Linked DNA regions of Mus musculus: region 1 is linked to region 2. A link is a contact called in public Hi-C data. All regions are on one chromosome and are shown on one strand. Each heading gives the region's core, a stretch centred on a gene start, on an enhancer-like site or on the middle of the called end of the contact. The rest is flanking DNA. Distances are from core to core; before and after follow the strand shown.

What was found. A called contact is a pair of places that touch in the nucleus more often than the background predicts.
Region 1: a Hi-C map of uterus shows a contact between it and region 2, with 17 times the contacts expected there. The contact joins the promoter of Ndufb6 here to the promoter of Map3k7 in region 2. A contact is called at or near these places in 2 of 484 Hi-C or Micro-C datasets (CD4 T cells and uterus).

What each region holds. Positions count from the first base shown.
Region 1 is chr4:40,275,987-40,281,062 of GRCm38.p6, forward strand. Ndufb6 (NADH:ubiquinone oxidoreductase subunit B6) reads right to left here and starts at 3,435. Exons shown (of 4, transcript NM_001033305.3): 1 at 3,172-3,435; 2 at 1,667-1,759. The coding sequence starts at 3,351.
Region 2 is chr4:31,962,091-31,967,194 of GRCm38.p6, forward strand. Map3k7 (mitogen-activated protein kinase kinase kinase 7) reads left to right here and starts at 2,017. Exons shown (of 16, transcript NM_172688.3): 1 at 2,017-2,292. The coding sequence starts at 2,173.

The sequences.
Region 1 (5,076 bases), core at 2,185-4,684, 8.3 Mb after region 2:
GGTCAATAGAGACTCTTTAGCCACGTCCTCAGTCTAGAGGACATGCTCATCACAGACTTTCTGTCTGTCCTTCCAACTGGCCTAACTTGTTCCCGCCATAGTCTTCCTTGAATTTGCTGTTTTTCTAACAGTACATATTCCTGGAAGTCAAATACTTACTTTTATATGTTCTTTCTACAACAATAAAGAGGACATACTAGGCATTCCATTCTTATTGCTCAAAGACTCTACTGTGGGCCAGGGAGATGGTTCACAGGACAAAGGCTTGCTGCTAAGCCTAACAGTTTGATCCCTGGAGACCACAGGGTAAAAGTACAGAACCCAAGTTCTTCAAGCTGTCTTTTGGCATTCTTTAACCTTCTTGACCTTAACACTTTTGAAGGTAGCAAGCCAATAACCCTGCTCCAATGGAACGTTTCTTCCAGTGGGCTTGCTTCATGATTCCTTGTGACTGCATTCCGTTTATGCAGTGGGCAGGAACATCAAGAAGCTGAGGCTGCTGTCCTCTTGCTGCATCTATCAAGCAGCACAGTTTCTGTCTGCCTCATGGCTGACCACACTGAGATGCTGCCTGCTGGACTGTAACTTAGAGAGAGCCCTGTTTCCAGGCCTTCTTAATGGACAGACTTAGTGACCATGCATTCAAACACACGCCCACATTCACATTCGTGGTTATTTCTCCATCTACCTATGAATACACAGTAATAACTATGAGTTCATACAAACACTTCCAATTCTAACTCCATTCTCCAAGGTGTTCCCCTGTTCATGTAAATAACTCCATTCGATCAGTGCACTTATTCGATCAAGCTCCTCCCATCTAACAAATGTCCTGTCACCATCACCACACCTTGTGATGTTGAACCTCCTCACCTTATTTGGGTTCTGATGTCTTACTCCACCTCAGGTTCCTTACTTGACTCCCTTCTCGAATTCCAGTATCCTATCCCAGGTTGCTGGCACTAAGGCTCCCCAAATGGACGTGCTCAGCCTACTCTAGCAACTCTCACTGGACACAGAACACCCCATTTACACTATCTGAGTTCCAACACTCCACACTACTGTTCCCCTTCCATGATGTCGCAGAAACCACATGCCCTTCTCCTACTGCCTAGGATCCAATAGAGCGGAACAACCACACTGTGCTGTCCCTTGTCTTTAAACCACGGCAAGGGGCTTTAGTCAACCCATGCAAGATCTTCCCATGAAAAAGTTTGTGGTTTTTGGATACCCTAGATTGTAAAGGAAGAGAATTACGAAAAATCAGATAAGGACAAGGAAAGGGAACTGAGACATGGCAGACTTGTTGGAACGTTACCACATAACGGACTGGTCTAAAGAAGCAGCAGAAGTCATCTTTATACCTGCTCAGGACTCCAGGGTTAGATAGACATGCTGACCATTTAAACACTACTTCAAGGAAATGCATTGCAAAAGGTATAAGCTAGTGTAAGAGTAATTTTTTGATTTCTAAGTTTTGAAACTACTTGTATATAAGAGTACTCAGAATTCAACTAAACCTTTACCCACCCACCCCCAAAAATTCAAAGAACTTTAAAATCAGCTTAGCATGGCATATTATTTTCTGAGTATAGCACAGCCACAGGAAATTATTGGATAATATTAAAAATAAGTTCTGGACAGCATACATTTAAAGTATACTTACAGCCATATGATATTTGACATAATAGTGAACAAACCACATAGGTATAAGCACATGAGAAACAGCGAAGAGACTGGAGCGGTACGCCTTAAAGACCTGCGGGGGAAACACATACAAAATAAGCAAACATCCGCTCTTTACAGTTTTATTTTTTAGATTTATTTACTTTATGCATGTAAGTGTTCTGTCTGCATATATGTATGTGTACCAGGAGTATGCCTGGCGCCCTCAGAGCTCAGACAGAAGAAAGCATCAGATGCCCTGGAACTAGAGTTACAGACAGTTTTGAGCCACCATGTGCATGCTGGGAACCAAAACTGGGTCCTCTGAAAGAGCCAAGTGGTCTGAAGCAGTCACCTCTCCAGCCTCACCCCACCCCTCACTTGAGACAGGGTCCCAAGCGTTAGCCAAGGCTGGCCCGCCTCCCTCTGCAGAGATCCTCGGCTATCCTCCTGCCTCAGCCTCTGGAGCTGCTGTGATTACCAACATGCGCTGCTTACTCTCCCTAGCATGAGCTACCTTATTTTTCAATGTGTGTGGAACAAAAACCAAACCAACTAACCAAACAAAAACATTCCACCACTACCAACTATGTGTGATAATTATTTTACAAATTTCTAAATGGAACATATTTCCTGACAGATTGGGGCTGACCTACCAATTTCAGTATTTTCACTAACTCTGAGGCTTCCTATAGAATATCCATAGATTCTAAGACAGAATAAGCACCATTCTGCAAGACATAAGGCATTGTTGTTCAAGAAACCAACCAACCAACCAAGACTTTGTACAACTACTACTTCTACTTCTACCACAATTACTGGAAGGAGCTGAAAGCAATTCCCACACAATGTTCGCTACTCATCATTGATGTGATTTAATAGCAGTCTCCAAGAAAATATCTGGAATCCTTACAATAAAAAGCAGTCCTTGAGTGAACGGTTTTTCTGCCTGGAGGTCATGGAATGCAATTTAAAAGTAACTAAAAGTGTGTTAAACGTACACAGTGATGCGTAGAAAGGGAGCTTTAGAGTCTGACAAAGCATACCAAATAGAACCCTGTCTTCTGTTGCGACCCCATGGGGCTGTACTATACCAGCTGGCCAGTCTCTGGCACCTCAACCCTACCCACCGCGTAAGTGTTCTCAAATACTGAAATCACAGCCTGTGATCTCAGTTAATTCTGACCAGTTTAACCCGAGAAAAGGTATCTACACTCGAAAGAACTGCATGTGCGGCGAGCGTCTTGTAAAACCTAAGACCCGACTTCTCAGTACACCTGACAGCCACCTGCTCCTGGACTCCAGACCCCAGCCCTGAACAATAGCGACCTGACAGCGTCTCCGCTAAACCTGAGCCCCTGGACTGATTGTCCCTTGGGGCCCTCCCGGGTATGCGGGCTCTGGACAGGGTTGGGCCTTGATGGAACTGAGAGGAGTGGGCTGGGAGGCTTGGCCAGGCTGCGACCCGGGGTGGGAACCCGGACACCCGTGTGGCTCATCACTCACCATGTTCTTCCACACGGCCCCGTCCCGCAAAAAGTTATCCCAGAATCGCTCCAGGGGCCACATCCTGCGCGGGGGCAACACGGGCTCCCGGGGACTCAGCTCCTGGTCCTTCAGCCATCGTCTCCTTAGCTCCCGCAGCTGCTGCAGCCGCAGCTTCTCATCCGGCGTGTACCCTGACATGTTGCCGACGAGCCTACACAGGACCGGTCACTGACCTGCCCCTCCCGCTCCGCAAAGCGACCTTGAGGCGCCTGGAAGCGGCGCGGAGTGATGACGCCACACCAGCCCCGCCTCTGGGGGCGGGCCGACTCCTTCGCGGAAAGCAGGCTCTGCTCATGCGCAAAGCCCTCTCTTGGACCCTGGGTTTTAACAACCTGGGTTAAGTATGAGCTCAGGAAGGTCCCTGAGTTAAGAACTAAGTGGGCGGTGTTGGAAAGTGTGAGAAGTCCTGGGGCTAGGGTTCAGAGAAAGAACTTGTAGGGGAGGGGACCGGAAGAACAAGGACGATGGTTTAGCGAACCTCTGCCTCGCCCCCTTGAATTCTCTTCTTGACCGAGAGACACTTGCGTCCGAATTTGGCTCCCACCTCTTTCGTAACCCGCTAAGTAATCTTGAGCGCCTATCTCGGTTTTCTTCCCTCTCTGTACTGCAGAAATAAAGAGCACCTTATTTGGGAGGCTTCCATAGGCTCGCTCACTCTTTGATTCTGCCGGCCCACTTTGTAAGACATCCCAAAGGTATGGCAGTAAAAATTTGTAGGGGTGTGCACGAATATTCGTCACAACACGATATGTAATAGCAAAACATTGAAAAATCACCTCCCAGATTTCAGAATAGAGGATTAGTGGGAAAGCTTATAGTACTGTAAAGCATTGGTATGCTACTGCCATAAATGAGCCTTCTATTCATAACTGGAGTAACTTCTACAATCTATTGATAAGTTAAAAAAATAAATAAGTAAATAAAACCAACTACACCAAGTATGCTACCTTTTATCCAAAAGCAGGGAGAGTAGTAGTGATACTAAATATATATACATGCTCTGAAAATTTTAGAGTAATAAATGAAAATAATTTTGTTATTTGTATTTGGTTTTGGAGACAAGATCTCATGTTGGCTTTGAAATTGCTATTTAGGGAGACTGGACTTAAACTCCGAATTCCCCTGCCTCCACTACTCATGAGCTAGATGAAGTACACCAGTATGCCCAACCTAACTACTGCTTCAAACACCACCACCAATATTATATAGGGAAGATAGGATAGACACAAAAGTAGGAACTAGGGAGTTTGGAGGTGGCTTAGCGGTTAAGAACACTTACTGCTCCGTCAGAAGACTGAATTAGGAGAATCTAGCTACATGGTGGGGCTTCTGGAACCTGAGTGTTCTCCAGCAGAGAAGAATATGATTTATAAGGCTCTCTCTAGCGAACCAGAACTGGGGAAGTTTCTAAGACCAGTAAGCAACTTGATTAGCAGGTTTCTCTGGTCAAAGATGAAAACATTTCAGCATCAGTAAGTATGAATTGAATGATTTTTAAAATATAAAACACGTCACACATAACCAAGTCAAAATACTTTATTAAAAAATCTCGTTTTTGATTTTTGGATGATTTTTTTAAAGATTTTATTTATTTTGTGTGTATGAGTACACTGTCGCTGTCTTCAGACACACCAGAAGAGGGCATTGGATCCCATTATAGATCATTGTGAGCCACCATGTGGTTCCTGGGATTTGAATTCAAGACCTCTGGAAGAGCAGTTGGGTGTTCTTAACCGCTGAGCCATCTCTCCAGCCATTGGATGGCCTTGAAAAACAACTTATCTTGAAATCTGGTAAGAAAAAAAAAATCATTTCTCATGTCAATTTGTACACTATGCCTTGTGGCCAGTTTCCCCCTCCCCT
Region 2 (5,104 bases), core at 767-3,266:
AGGCTGGCCTCAAACTCAGAAATACACCTGTCTCTGCCTCCTAAGTGCTAGGATTAAAGGCCACCACTGCCCTCGAGATTCAAATATCTTAATCCTGAATCCCAACCCATTCCCACCCAGCCAACCCAGAAAGTTTCATCCCAGGCATTCATAAGCCTCATGGTGAATTACCACTCTGATATGTGAGCTTAGGCATTTAGATTGCATCTTTTGATAGATACAGGTGCCCAACAGGTCCAAAACTCGGTAAAAATTTAGTATTCAGAATACATCAGAAATCATTGTCATAACAGTGATGCTGAAAGCCAAGACCCTGGGTAAAACTGCCTAGAAAGTGAGTGCAGCAGGAAGAAACTATTGTTTGTCACTGTGACTATGACTTACAAAATGAGAATGGTAGCTCACAGTAGCTTCCTGTCAAATACAATGATCTACTTGCAAACATGTTCAATTTACTCTTTTTTTTTTACATTATCCTAGATTGTTGTTCTATGAGAAAGCTCCCGTGTAGTGAAATTGGGATCCCTCTCTCTCCCCTCCTTTCAGCCTGTTAGGAAGCGCAGGACTTGACATTCTCAAGAGCGCATCCTTGGTCACTAATTTTAACTCCAATGGTTCCACTGGTTTCCAGTCAAATCAACTAAAACTCAGCACCTAGCTTAAATTTAAAATCGTGTTGGTCATACAACATGGGCAATACCTTCCATCTTGGGGTTCTCTGACCTAACTTGTGACACTCAAACTTGAATTGCCATGCTACTGCTGAGTATTTAGTAAGCATACAGCACTAGCATTAAAGGCAGGAAAGGAAAAGCTATGAGACCATAAATAGGGAAAGGTGCCCCTTATTCGAAGTTGAAACTCCTCATCGGGTTAAAAATAAATAAATAAATAATCTCAGTACAACCAACATTTGCTATGAAGACTGCCGACACAAAGGCAACATTCCTTCCTATAAAGGTATCTTAGGTTAAACTAGCAGTGGATCTTTGCCTAAGGTTCAAGCCTGTGCCCTTCGTCCTTTCCTAGACATTAGACTATTAACTTTGTTTCCAATTAAGTTATCTTAACTCTAGTAACCCCGGAATATGGGGCTTTACCGTAGCAATCCTAATCTTGTTGGGTAGTCTTCAGGAACCACCCTATGATCTCCCTTAAACTCAACAATCCTTCAGAGACATTAGTCCTTCAAAGACAATGTCCTCAAAGGTCGCCAAAATGCTGTACATAAACATTAAGGACAATGAAGCGTGACTCTCCTTATAGCTCTGAGGCATAGTGGCTCCTCTTAAAATCCGTCGTCTTGGTGTGTCCACGGATTCTCAAACCAAACCCTCGGGGCTGTTGTGGACGACAGCCTCGGGAAGGTGACAAAGCGAAGCCATCTGAACTGCCTTAGGAAGTGTGTAAAACGCCACTGGTGTCTCTCTACGATGCTAACTTCCATTAGTGAGCGCTCACGCGTCACGGTGCTCCCCCCGATGGCGCGCGCTAACCGCTGCTCCCGAACCCCCTCGCCAGCTCGGGGTTCCGCTTAAAAAAGTAACGGGCTCACGGCTGAAAACCCGACATGAAGAGGTGCCCAATGAGCACAAGACAAACCCTAGGCTGCCTGACCGCAGACCGCCCAGCACAGAGCAGGGGAAGGCACGACGCGGCTCAAAAGAAACAGGCAGAAAGCGACGGAGTTCATCTTTCCCGCTGGATCCCGCAGGACCAACCGGTCCGCCTTCGGGCTCGCTCCGCGCCAGTTCCGATCGCGCACATTTACTACGTCACGGCGTCCAGTCTCGCGGTATCCTCCTGCCGCCGAGGCCCTTTCGCAAAAGTCTCGCGAAACCTGTTCCTCGGGCCCACGGCTCCGCGCTCGCCCTCCTCCACTCCGCCCCTACCCCGGCTTCTCCCTCACTCGCTCCCCGGGTCAGGAAATTCCCCGCTCGGGTCCGGCAGGCGCGCCTCCTCCCTCCCAGTTCCGAGTTCAAACCGGAACTGGAAGTGTGGTGGGCGGGGCCCGGCGACGGAAAGCGCTGAGGAGCCGAAGCCGGGACTCGGCGGTGGCCCGGGTCGGTCCCGCGCCACGGAGCGCCGGGCGGCGGGGCTGCGGGGCTCCGGGCTGAAGGGCGCTGCGCGAGCCGGAGGGCGGGCGCGGCCCCCCGGGCGCCGCGGGGGATCATGTCGACAGCCTCCGCCGCCTCGTCCTCCTCCTCGTCTTCTGCCAGTGAGATGATCGAAGCGCCGTCGCAGGTCCTGAACTTCGAAGAGATCGACTACAAGGAGATCGAGGTGGAAGAGGTGAGCGAGGCCGAGACCTGCTGCCCCGCGCCGCCTGGGATCCCGGGCGGGAGGCGGCTTCCCCATGGGCTTCGGGGGTTGAGTCTGAATCTGTGATTCTCTACCTGATTCTTATGTGGTCGGCAGTTCAATTATCCGTAAATAGATTGAGCAAAGTTTGGTGGCCGCGGGATTTCAGCTCGCTGGTAGTGGTGTTAGAGTCCAGGATAGTGTGTGTGTGTGTGTCTGTCTGTCTGTCTGTATGTCTGTCTTGTCTGTCTGTGTGACTTCTAGCGCAGTGTGTGACACGAAAGGATGCTTGGGACAGGCTGGTAAAGAGAACGTCGAACGTCTCACGGTGCTTCCCCTGGTCCCGGATTCTTCTTTCTCTGATACCGTAGGTAGTTCTACCTTCTATTGGGCTCTGTAGATGAATTTCAATCTCTAGTAACGTTAAGTCTGTTATGAAAACATGTTTCAAGTAGCATAGTCTGAAGAGGCAAGTAGTGATTATGGTGACAGTCAGAATATTACGCTACACCAGAAATCGCTGTTAGAAAAACCGAATAAATTCAATGTTCAGGTGGAAGAGTGTCTTCACTTCATCGCCTATTTTCAGATTCACAGTGGGGCCAGTGACTTCTAAGAGTCTTAATATTTACTGAAGAGGAAAAAATCTGTACATATATTCAAAATGCCGTTTAGAACTCGTTGAAGCTTTGGTTAGAAACGCGTTCACGCAGTTTCTATGAGTTTAACCGTTTTTTAAGAGCACTGTGCATTTTCTGTGCCTTAATGTGTGGGTTTTTTATAGCTAGACTGAGTTGTCTTTTCTTCATTTTTAAAGTATTATAGTAAGGAGTTAAAAGATGCAAGCAAATTAACAATCAATAAATACATCTTTACCTTAGAGGACTACTAAGTCATATCTTTGTATCACAAAAACTAACCAGAGATGAGTGTGTTCATTGAGAGCATGATTATCTTAGAAAAAGTGTGCTGGATAGGGGAAGGTTTGAGACAGAGGAAGACGCTTCAGAGATAGACAGAGCACTGTGGGACTTGGTTTCCTACTGCTTTCTGTGTGTTCGTTTCCTTAACTGTAAGATGGGAGTGATTGCTACTTTATCAGTGTGACAAATCCAGTTAAGCAGTGTGTGCAGAAAATCCAATATAGTGCCTGACATATTGTTAGGAAGCAAAGTTCCAGACAGGAAGGGTGACCTGCTTTAAGGTCATATGCTAAAAGAAGGCCTGTTTTTGAAGAGGAAAACATTTTATATGTCCCCCCCACCCCCATTGAAGCTAAGATAAATTCCTTTTTTCAGAAGCGGGTAGTTGGTCCAGCTTTCATGGATAACATTCTTTTTTAAGACTAAAACTTCAGTGAGTCAGTATACAAGAATCGCAGCTTTTAAATAAGCATTTACGTGTACTCTCATGAATTGCTGTCCTTGTAGACTACAAATTGTTATATAATAATAACTTGTACTTCATGGTCTACCACATATTTCCACGAGCTTACTTTGTTTGATTTTTGCAGCCTTAGTTTTTTGCACACAACTTTTTAAAGCTTTCACATTCTTGCCTCATTGGGGCCTGCAAGTTGCTAAGGGAGACAATAATCAATTTGAAGCCCTCAATCCAAAGCTGGTACATTTTTGAAATTTGTTTCGTCTTAGAACCTAGTTTATTTTTATAGTCCCGATTTAATTCAGGCCTTTCTGATGTCAAAACCATTACATAATTTCCATTATAGTCTTCCTGTGAGCACATTAAAGAGATTGTGCAGTCAGAGGTGCATCATGGGCACTCAAACTATTTCAACTTACATTCCATCTCTAGTTTAAATCATAAATAGGAAAACAGAAAGATGACCCAACATGAAAACTATCTCACATGCCTTCAGTGTTTTATATGGACAAGTATATCATAGCCCTATCAATTAAGAAAAGAATGGCTTGGTGTATAACCCAGTATTGAAGTTCTTGCCCTCTGTGCTTGAGGCTCAGGCTCCAATCCTAGCACCACAGAAAGCGAAACAGTAAGTCGAGAGAACCACATTATTTATTTCTCAACCCATAATATAATGGACTCAGCACTACACAAAGATAATTAGAAGCTGTGGCAGGAAAACATCTAACTCCAGGCAGATGGGGAATCATTTCGTAGATACACATTTCTAAGACAGCAGATGTTTCCATCATTGCAGTATCAGAGTACTGTGGCTCTTCACTTTCATGTCAGATTATATTAGTTTTCTGCCTAAGAAATCTACATGAGTACTTAATTTTTATAAGTCATTCAGTTTTTAACCTTCTGTACGTCAGTGAAGAGAGTCAGGACATAGACTAGACACTTTCAGGATTGGATGGTTTGGTGGAAAATGTACTCAGATTTAGAAAATTAGATGCTGCATTGTGTCAGAATATATGGAGTCAGGTCATTCAATTTGGAGACCTGTGATATCTCTCTTAAATTGATAGATTAGACAAAATTATTAGAAATCTATTCCTGTTGTAAAAATAAAATACCTTGTTTCCAACATGGACTATCTTGTTCTCCACAATAAGTTTGGGCATTCTTAGACAGTCGTCATAATCTCCCAGGAAATGTAGTTGGGTAGACAGACAAATGATATCCCCATTTTATAGATACTGACAACTGGTCACGGAGTTTGGTTTGCCAAAAGCCTCTTGTCTCAGTCAGTGGTAGAGCTGGAATTTGAACTTCCTCTCTCATGAGTCTACGTCCTGTAGGTATATGTGCAGTGTCACTGCAGTAGTCTACAGTGGAACCTAATTCTAGGAAGGAGGACTCAGAATACTCCTTT